2 separate regions of the Columba livia genome follow, and region 1 is linked to region 2. A link is a contact called in public Hi-C data. All regions are on one chromosome and are shown on one strand. Each heading gives the region's core, a stretch centred on a gene start, on an enhancer-like site or on the middle of the called end of the contact. The rest is flanking DNA. Distances are from core to core; before and after follow the strand shown. Region 1 overlaps RCOR1 (REST corepressor 1). Region 2 holds the start of TRAF3 (TNF receptor associated factor 3).

Region 1 (5,525 bases), core at 1,258-3,757, 78 kb after region 2:
CAAACACATACTTCTTTTAAGAGATTTTTCTACCCCCCTCATAAATTAGTAGGAAAGTTAAAAAAAAAAAAAGGCAGGAGGGGGAGAAGGAAATAAATCCAAACAGCCTTGCAGAGAAAGGAAAAGAAGAGAACAGAAAGAGAGACTCAGGTCAAAGAAAGCCAATGAAATACTGGACAAGTTAGCTGGTAGTATTCTCCCTGGCCCTGCCTGCTAGGCAAGCATTGCTGATCTAGTGGAGAGATGGGAGAGGCTGAGTGACTCACTGGCGTAGTACTGCTCAACCCTGGAAACACGTTTCTTCCCCCTTCCCAAACAGGGCTCACTCATATACCCTAGAGCCAGCGTACAGCTCCTGGAGAAGTGCTAGAGCAGCAAGTCCTTTGAGGGAAAAGCTGCTGCAGAACTTTGCACCATTATGCTAGGAGTTTTCCAAAGCCAAGCACACCCCAAATTTGGTCTGCAAATACATTAACTGCATCTTAGAGCAGGCTGAGAAGGCACCTGCAGCAAGCCGATGGATTTGCTGCTGTTCGAGTGCTTGGTTTTCTCCCCACACGCACCTGAGGTCACCACTTTTCTGAGGCCCTTGTCAGCTCCAGAATCAGGTAAAGTCAGCAAGTGGCAGTTCTAACTGTATAGATGCCTCCAGCAATACGCACAAGGCCACTGCGTGACCCACCTTCAAGGGTTTGCAGGGGTATCCAGGAGGGTGAACTTGCAGACAAAGCTACACAATCAGGAGTCAAGCTCATCTCCTGAAGCTCAGTGGCAGTACCTCCCTAACACCACCACCCTCCCCCAAATCCTAATGTACCCAGCTCTCCTTGGGACACCTCTGCCAGAGAACTCAACTTTCCCTGCGCTACCCTCTTCTCAGTCACTCAAAAATATGGCCTTAACTTCATCTTTCTCAAGGAACAGGGCATTGGCTTGACAGCCTTATACTAGTAACAGTTTTCCAAGGACAAAGCAGGGGAAGTGTGTGCGCATATGCACAGTCTGAGGGGTTCTGCACCGGAGCCTGTTCCTCATCAGCTGCGTGTTCTCACTCTACTGAGCATCACATGGTGGAAACAACAGCAGATTTCTAGCTCTTTCATTACCTCCTTTTACTGTCCTGCTTATCAGCTTTTCTGGCTCTGCTGACAACAGTGCCAATCAGCTTGTAAACAGTTTTAATTCCATTTTCTCCACCCTCAAGCAGCATCAGAGAAAAAGCTTCTAAAGTGATGGGACAGCAATCACTGCACTAGAGGGCAATCGGGAATTATACAGTGTTGAAAAAGGGAGAACACCTAACTGCCAACAGTTTCCTTTTGGCTTTAAGCAAAGTAACACATGCACAGCAGGGAAGATGGGTGGGGAAAGAAGGTGCGGTACCAGGAAACATTTTGGGGGAAATCCTACATGTGGTTTCTTACAAGCTAACAGGAATCTCTGAGAGAGTCTAAAGAAATCAGTGTGCGTCAAGCCTTTCTGCTTGCAAACCTACCTTTCCTCACGTTCCCTTTTTTGTTTACGAGCATGACGGTCCATCACGCTAGTTTTAGTCCTTGTCTTCTTCCAGGAGTAGTAAAATTTCACCAGGCTGGCTATTGATTTGTCAGGAAGCTGTAAATTAAACATGTATCCTTTTATATGTTTATATGTAAAGTATCCCCAGGAGTTCACACACAATCAGTCTGGTTTTGTCAAGAAACATCTGATCTCTCTACCTTGATTCTCTCAAAGGCTCGAGTAAGGCAGTTCTGCAGCCTTTCCAAAAATTATCTGCGGGGGAGTGCTTTGGGTTAGTGCCAACTATTTAGGACATCAAAATCTTTAAGAGCATCTCAGCAAGCCTCCATTCACCAGCCAGGTAGCTGGTTCCCTTCAGAATAGAGGAACATAGCAAGAGCAAATCCAAAATGAGGCCCGGAAACTGAGATAACAGTTTTAAAAGCCAGCAGAGGCATGTGTAAGCAATCACAGTAACTGCAGGCTACATCCTAAGCATATCTTTGAAATTTGGTTAAAAAGCCTTATTCACACCATTCACATGAAGAAGTCTATTCAAAGGTCTCAACAAGAGATGTTTTCAAAAGATGAAATGTTACTGTATGCTGACATGAGGATATGGGAAAAACACGAGTCTCAGATTTTTCTATCTGCCCTCTTACACTAATGCCATTGCCCAGTAGCCATGAATGAAAAGTCTGTCTCCAAAAAGCATAAAACTACATTAAGACTAATTCTCTACTTCACAGGTAGTCTGCATGGATGTTCTTACACAGGACTTCCACAAGGTAGAAGTCCAGACTTTCTTGCTGATAAAATATATTTTAGGTAAGTGTCTGATTCAGCTTGGAGGGCAGGACAGATTGTGAGGAAAACAAAACTGTGAGCAAGAGCCAGATCTCTCTTATTCAGATACTGCAGTTTAAGCCTTCACTTGAGATAAACTTGGTTCCCAGACTGCAGGTTGACTTTAGGTCCTAATAATGGCACCAGAACTACCAACCTGGCCCACAGGTGCACACAGGCATAAATCTGTCTGTGCTGGGAAAGCACAGGCACTGTGTCCATGTTGTGGTGCCAGCAGCCATGCAGCAGGCTGGTATGCTGGAATTAAAGACTTCCATAGAACAAACTCGGGGACAAGGCGATACGTGACAAACATCAACTTGGCTACAAACACTTGGCTACATCAAACAAGTTGACTACATCAACTTGGCTAAGGGTGCCAAAATATCAGAACCAGCTCCAGTAAATCACGTAACTTACTTTTAGTTCTCTGGCTTTGATTATTTTCCCCTCAGTTTCAAGCTGCACTGGTGCTAATGGGGCAGCATATAAAACTAACTAACATGCTCCCGAGCCATTGATTCCTGTCCCCTGCTAAACACAAAGCTTCATGCCATTTAATTCCTCTCACACAGTATGGCTTTTCTGGGAGCAACAGTAAAAAAATATCATTACCTAGGGAACAGTGCATGAGCTTGGCATCCCTGTATTGGAATGCACTTCACTCAGGGACAGAGTCATGCTTCTGCACATAAACTGAATTGAGAATTTCTTGCTTCGGCATTTAACCAAGCAACAGGACAGGCTTTATGTTCTCTGTCTTCCCCAGGACATTCTCCTCCCCCTTTCTTTCCCCCGCTACATAAGAACAGAGGAATAAAGAAGGAAACAGCTTTACTCTTCAGAAGTCCACAACTCTCCGGTCTATATCAGCTGTCCATAGTGTGTGCAAGCCCCAGCATCTGACCCAAGGGAGTGGGAGACCCTAGGACTCCCAGAACATTTGGAAACAAACACTAGTGAAGGAACATTCAAAGAGGACATGAGGAAAATGAGCCACTCCCTGCCACCCTTTTGAAAAGGGACCTGGCAGTTTTGCCTCATACTTAGTTGCCTTTTGCTTTTCAGCAGGATCAGCAACATAGACCTTCACACGTGCTTTAAAGAGGCTGAACAGACTGCAGCAGCCTAGGCTCACTTCAAAGGGTCACAACCAACATAACCAGCTCCTGCTGGAACACTCAAGAGGCACTTTACTGAAGGAGAGCAAAGAACAAAGGCTAGTTCCCACCCAGGTGATGAACCACTTAAAGAAACTCTCAAGATATAATTAATAAAAAAATGTTACATCCCATCCTCTCCCTCTTTTGAAATAAAGTTGTACACACCCCAGTAGTTCCCTTTCAGGCTGAAACCTACCCTTGAATTTTTCAACTACAGTTTTAAAAAATATCACTACTAACTGAAAGCAAAGGACTGAATACTTGCAATGATGTATAAACCTCCACCACAGCATCCACTGACAGTCCCAAATCACATTAAGCACAAACTTCACAGTCAAATAAAATGAATTCCTAAAAAGCAGGCTGTAAGAAAGAAAATCAACTTTGCAGAGAGATGATCTTTACTTTGTGTGTGGTTGGGCACGTGTGTACAGACCATGCCTGAACTCCAGCTGAGACAAACACTACCATGGCACGCAGGGGACTGACTGAAAACTGTAATTTCCAACCAAAAGAATTGCACAGACAAAGTTTATCTTGAATCTTTAAAGCACTTCAGGAAAACACCTCTACTGAGACTCTGGAGGCAGTGTTCTTCCTTTCTATTCACAGGATTATTTTTCTTCTCACATTCCCTTTGGCCTGTTCTCTCCCCAAGAGCATTAGACAGGAGTGCAGCACAATCAGCACTGAAGATGACGGTCCAACCGACTGCTCTGTTTTTCCATTCCTGTGACACCACTTACCATCTGCTGGATCCTGTGAAAGGTTTTCCCATGGAAACTGAAGGCCTGTTCAAACAAGACCTTGTCTTCCACTGTCCACTCATCTGGGAACGGAGTAAAGTTTGGCAGATCTGCCAAAGACTTCTCGATGTTGTGCTTGTGCCAAAACAGCATCCCAAGGGCCTAGAAATAACAAGGACACCAAAGGGACAATTGTAACCACAAGAAACACTACTATATGCATGCTAAGGGAGAGTCACAGCATTTTTCTCAGGCAACACATTAGATGAATGTAATTCTCACCTATATCAGACACTTTCCTGTGTGCAAGAAACCTGGAATCTGAACCCCATCCTGACGGGTTGTGAAGACCAAATTTATCCAAACCACACAGGTAGTAATGTAATAAGAGAGCAACAACAGAAAGGAGGGAGAAGAAAACTGAAGAAATTACTCCAATGTTACTGATCGTGGTGTGCACAGGAAAGCTAAGCAAAGACTTGGGAAGACTACCTAAAAACCAGGCTGGACTAGAATGAAGCCTCTCACCAGCGAGTGCAACTAGGAGGATGGTCTAGTTGACTGGGGGCTGGTTAAGTGGCTCTTTCTGATGGCAAGGGGGAAAAGTGAGAAAGGATGAGGGAAGATCTGGAAGAAAGAAAGGCAGAGAACATGCACAACCTTGACTTGTTGCTAAAGTGTCCCTGGCCTGCAGGAGGAAAAATTCTTGCTTGTTTTGTGCACTCACTGCACTTCACCACCTGCAAACCGTCCTCCTCCCACTGTCCAAGATGCTCACTCACAGCCACCCCTCTCCCAGGGGTGCGCAGCCCCTGTGCGTTATGACACACCACTACATCTGGCATGCCAGCCACCACTGCCAGTCATTTTGGGAAGGCCTAACTCTGCAGAACTAAAATCCAGCCTTTTGCAATGGCTGTAAAGTGAAAACAATCTGTAACATGCTGAGTAAAACATGAGAGTAACCTGCTTGCCATATGCAAACTCAGCTTTGGTTTCACAGCCACAGTTACCCTCATCTAGTAGTTTCGCCCTGGCTGCTCAGAGCTACAAAATCCCTCCAAACTCGGGGTTTCCCCAGTATGCTTTGCTATGCAAAAAGCACTTCCTTTATGGGATCTTGCTCCCTTGAGATTCTGCAGAGAGTAGGCATACAAATTAGTGTTATCCAAGATCTTGTCCTGGCCCTCCCAGCCTCTCGGTGCTGCACAGGCACTCTCTGCTCCTTTTCTCCACCGTGCAGAACACGAAGCAATCTTGGTTGCAGTGC
Region 2 (5,065 bases), core at 2,063-4,562:
AAGTATAAGATAAATCTCAGAGTGACTAGAGCATTATCTTTTGTGCTACAATCACACCCTTATTCTGTTGCACAAAAATATACAACTCTCCCTCCTTTGGCTTCTTCACCCTTACCACATCATGAAATCTCCAATTTCACCATCTCCCACCACTTCTGGTGTTCCTGAGCCATACGCCAAAAATGCCAGGAGGTTTCAAATACAAGCATCATATTCAGAAAGTACCCGCCCACAGGCAAAAAAAAGTCTTGGCAATTCTTTAAAGGAACTGTACACAAGAGCACAGACATCTGAAACCAATGTGTAATGAGTAGTCTTCAGACATCATAAGATTCAGCACCTTCAATTAAGAAACACTATTATAATTACAAAAACTAATGAAATCCAGTTATTGCATCATCTAAGATACCAGAGATCAAAACATGTTATTCTTGCAATATCTAATCATACAAAGCCAGTTTAGGATACTGGAGTTGATTCAAGTCATTTCTATTTTTAAACTGCCTTTTCATCTACATAAGAATTATGATCATCTACTTATCAATGCACTTATGTTCCAGTGGTTTAACAACAAAAGTTAAAAATTAAGATTTCTGGTTTTTCTTATTTTCAACATTGCCGTATCTACCAATACAATAGCTGAACTTCAGTATTGAAAAAACATGTTCCTCTTCTCTCACTTAAACTTTTCATTATGGACAAGAACAACGTAAAGATCTAAAATATCATATCTTCATATAATTTAGAAGACAAACCGTAGCAGCATGGACTAGTAAGACTTCAAAAAGAATTTTTGTCACTGATGGTAACTACTGCCATCTTACACAGTTTTCCAATGTACCAACAGTAAATATGCTTATACAATTGTCAAATTCTCTGAATCCATACTAGAACAGCTTCTAAAAACTGGTATCATCAAATTTAATTGCAGGAGGAGTTCAGGAAAGCCTAAAGACTGAGTCATTTAGCATCCTCTTTTGACTAGAATTAATCTTATTTGCTACTGAATGCACTTTACCTTCTATGTCCAGCTATTATTGGAAGCTTCTCATCAAGTCATATTTCAGTAAAACACCTACCGTTTTCATGTTGGAAGAAAGCAACTTTTATAACCTCATAGTGCTGCCCACTTGCAGTGCCCAAACTCATGATACATCAATGTTTCTGCTCTCAAGCTTTGTGACAAGGGGTTTCCCAGTCCAGCCTTAAGAAAACCTCTGATTCCATCCAAATGTTCAAGTATTTCCCATCTTAAAACAAAATCCCTGTCCCTAATAACAACAATAAATAACAATAAACAACATTTACATCTACGCTACTCCATACACAATGTATGGATTATCATTTATAGACACTTTTAGCCAAATGGCTCATTGTAAAGGACAACACGCAGCGTATGTTATGATCTCTTTAGTTACAACTCTAACAATAAGCGCAGCCTTTAAATCCAGGCTTCGACACAAGTTGGTAGCTATTTCAAGTAAGTATTTTCACTAACTATTTCAAATTATACTATTTCATTTGTCTCGGCTAAGTATTTTTAATATGCCTTCACACATACACTAAACACAGTCTATGAATGCAAGTTCAGATTAGCGCACAATAATGCTACGTGCATTCTACAGGACAAACCTACAAGGAAAAATACACAGTCCTACTGAAGGAAAAAACCGCACAAATTACAATCTACAAGGCTCGGTTAGATCTCAACAAGCTAGAGAAGTCGCTGACCCAAGGAGACAGAAAATTTCAAATTGTATCACTGGAACTTCCCACATTTTACTACTACAGAAACAGAAAAAGATGAAAAAAATACTAACGTGCGGCAAAGATCCAGACAGAGGTGCACATACAGCCTCTCACGTCACACACAAGCTCAGATTGGCAGAACATGAGATTACACCTCTTAGCATTAATACCATTTCTCTTGTTTTTCCATAGATAATTCAGATCTTAGACACTTGAAGATACAAATAAATCAAGACATAAATGCCTTACCTTCCTATTTTACAAGCCACTGCAGTTCTCAGATTATGAGTCAGTCATAGGTTCATCTGCAGAGGAATGACTCAGTATAAACTTTTAAACACTCGTTAATTTTTCTAACCTACAACACAGTAATTAATTTAATATATCAAAACCCGGCACTGCAAAACGCTGTATCAAATGAATGGCGTGAAAACAAAGCACTTTTCTTTCCGCTCACGCCAGGCAGACAGCCTTATAGCGCAGGGCCGTTGGAGGCGGACAGACTTTATAAAAATATAACTCCTTCCGCACCGATGAGGGCCAGCTCCGAGCCAGCAGCAGAGGATTTTCCCCACCGCCGAGGTGCCCATGGCACGGCAGCCGAGCGGCCGCCGGCGCAGGCAGCGGCGCCGCCGCAGAGGGCAGCTCGGGAGGGGCAGGGCTGCGGGGGGCCCGGCGCTCGGCGGCCAGACGCGGCGGCTGCCGGCAGTGCCCCTTTAAAGGCCGTCGGCCCGCCCCCAGCACTGCATATGGAGGGAGCCAGGAGCGGAGCGAGGCTTCTGCATTCAAACGACACATCAAAACGCCGCAAGCGCCGCCGCGCCGCCCGCTTGCCGCACGGCTCGGCTCCGCTCCGGCCTGCCGGCCCGCCTGGCCTCTCCGTCCCTCCCCGACACAGGCACACACACACCACGGGGTGGAGAGGACGGGGGAAAGGGAAGAGGGGAGGCAGAAATAAGTAAGTGAAAAGGGGGCACCTGCAGAGCCCTGGAGTGCGAGTGCGTCCGGGCAGGCAGAGTCCACGCCGCCCCCGCCGGAGGCTGATCTATCCCCGGGCACCAGCCGCTGCCAAGGTCCCGGCAACAGGCTGCGAGTGAAGCGCGCTCGGCCCCTGCCTGGTAGCAGATGCCTGGTATCAGCGCCCCGCCGCCGCCTTGCCGCCCGCCGGCTCCGCCGGAGCACCCCCCAGGCTCTCGCCGCCCGCCCGGCCCCGTCCCTCTGGCTAGAGAGCCCAAGTGCGGGCAGGCGAGCCCGGTCGGTGCTGGAGCCCTGGGCAGGAGCCGCCGCCACGGCGGCGGTGAAGCACCCGCGCCCCCACCAACCACCTTCGCCGCCGCACCTCATCCCTCCCCGGGGCTCGCCAAGCCCCACGGCGCCCTACCTGCGAGCGTGTGAGAGGAGCGGGGCGGCGGGCGGCAGCTGGAGCCCGGCGAAGGCGACCGCCAGCCCGACGGAAAGTCCCTGCCGCTCAGCACCGTCTCCCCCCGCCCCGCACTTCCTCTCCCGCCCGCTCAGGCTGGAAATCCCCGGCGAAGCCCGCTGCTCTCCCGGCTCCTCCTCACACACTGAGGGGCGGGCCCGGCCCAGCCGCTCAGCGCGCAGGCGGCAGCGGGGGGCCGGGCCTGCCCTGCCCGCCTGTCCCGGCTGCACCTGATGCCGCCGTTACCCCCCCACACCTTCGGGCACAACCCGAGGAGAAGGGGCCCCGCGTTCCCCGCCGGGCAGACGGAGCCCGTCCCGCCCGGCGCTTGCCGGCCCTCCGCCAGCAGCGAAGAGAGCGCGGGGTGGGCTGTGGGGAGACGGAGCGTCCCGCTCGGGGCGGGTTTTGGCGCTGCGGGAGCCGTGCCGAGGCTCGCCCCGCCGCTGCGGGGGCTCGGCCTGAGGGCGGGCGTTGCTGCACCGGCCCGGCCGTTGGGGCACTGGGAGAAGGGCTCCGGGGATGGCGGCGGGACGCGGGGCGCCGGGAGAGAAGGATCGGCGCGGTGAAGAGCCGCCTGTTTCCCCTCTCTGCCCCCAGGGACGTGCGAGCAACCCCGCACAACGGGTCGCGTTGGACACAATAGCCTTTATTAAAAATAAAAAAAATGTCACTAGGAAAAAAGGGGAGGGGGGAGGGGGAGAAGAGTCTGGAAAAGATCAGAAAAGAGCAGCAAGCCAGGGCCGCTCGCCCCCCGGAGGGGCCGATCGCTTCAGGCGGGCTCGGGCCGGCTGCAGGCGGGGAGCAGCCGACCGTAGGTGGCAACCCCGAGTCACCGGCCGGCGGAGCGGGGGGTGTGTTCCCTTTCCTGGAGGTGCGAGAGGGACCCGTCCTCCCCCGTCAGGCGGCTCTCCCGGCAGCGGGGGTAGGATGGCGACGCTGGCACCCGATAGAACCTGTCGCTCTGAGCGGCCAGGTTAAACGAATGCCTGCGTCGGGCTCCGCTTGTATCGCGGCATATCCCGATAAGGGCAGATGACCGGCCGGCACCGCTGTGCGGTTTGCCGTCTCCCCGCCGACCCACCGGGCTGCCGGGAGGGGAGGAGGAGAGGCGGCTCTGGCGCAGAAGCGGCGCGGGGGGCTCAGCCGGAGCCGGGGGGGCTCAGCCGGAGCCGGCGGGAGCTCAGCCGGAGCCAAGGGGGCTCAGCCGGAGCCAAGGGGGCTCAGCCGGAGCCGGCGGGAGCTCAGCCGGAGCCAAGGGGGCTCAGCTGGAGCCAAGGGGGCTCAGCCGGGACCAAGAGGGTTCAGCCGCAGACCGCGGGTCCCAGCCGGCGGCGGCATGGGCCAGGGTCTGTGGGAGGTATTGCCGCACCGGGGGCTTCGAAGCTCCGGATGCAGCGGTAGGGCTGGTAGGTCAGGAAGCCGGGAGAGCCGGAGCTGTGAGGAATGTGCGGAGCTGAACACGGAGAAATGTGTGGTGTTTGGCTAATTTCAGTGGGATGAGGTCACCGTCCTTTTTGGACGTTGTTTATCGAGGGATCACTAGGGAGGAACAGTTGGATGCGTGATCCTGAACGGACAAGCTTTGCGTCATAGTTGCCGCTTACAGCATCTCCTCACGTCCCGAAATCCATCCTGACCCTCTTCGGTCCTCATCCCCCGGATCTCTGTAACGCCCACACCAACCTGCCCCGCAAACCCGAAGATCTCTAGCTCGGGCTGTGTCCTCACCAGCCCCAAAAATACGAAGCTTGGCTCGCACTGCTAATTCCCTCCTTGTGTGCTGTTTTTTTCCTCATCCCACTTCTCTGCTTTCTCTCTCCCCCCCTCTCTATCTCTCCCGCCTTTTGCTGCTGTCCCCAGTAAGAGGCTGGCTTAGCTGTCAAGACAACTGCGCCT

The links. A called contact is a pair of places that touch in the nucleus more often than the background predicts.
Region 1: a Hi-C map of liver shows a contact between it and region 2, with 2.2 times the contacts expected there. The contact joins the enhancer-like site here to the promoter of TRAF3 in region 2. A contact is called at or near these places in 2 of 2 Hi-C or Micro-C datasets (crop and liver).

What each region holds. Positions count from the first base shown.
Region 1 is chr5:11,947,269-11,952,793 of bColLiv1.pat.W.v2, forward strand. It overlaps RCOR1 (REST corepressor 1), which reads right to left. Exons shown (of 12, transcript XM_065063440.1): 5 at 4,256-4,417; 6 at 1,496-1,614. Among named protein-coding and RNA genes, the nearest start is that of RCOR1, 66 kb to the right of the region's middle. Within about 2 kb of position 2,508, at least 1 of the 3 cell types and tissues checked has an H3K27ac peak away from gene starts, as active enhancers do.
Region 2 is chr5:11,868,522-11,873,586 of bColLiv1.pat.W.v2, forward strand. It overlaps TRAF3 (TNF receptor associated factor 3), which reads right to left and starts at 3,313. Exons shown (of 10, transcript XM_065063439.1): 1 at 3,131-3,313; 2 at 2,727-2,864; 3 at 1,999-2,054. LOC110361404 (a long non-coding RNA gene) reads right to left here. Exons shown (of 3, transcript XR_010472744.1): 3 at 3,549-5,065.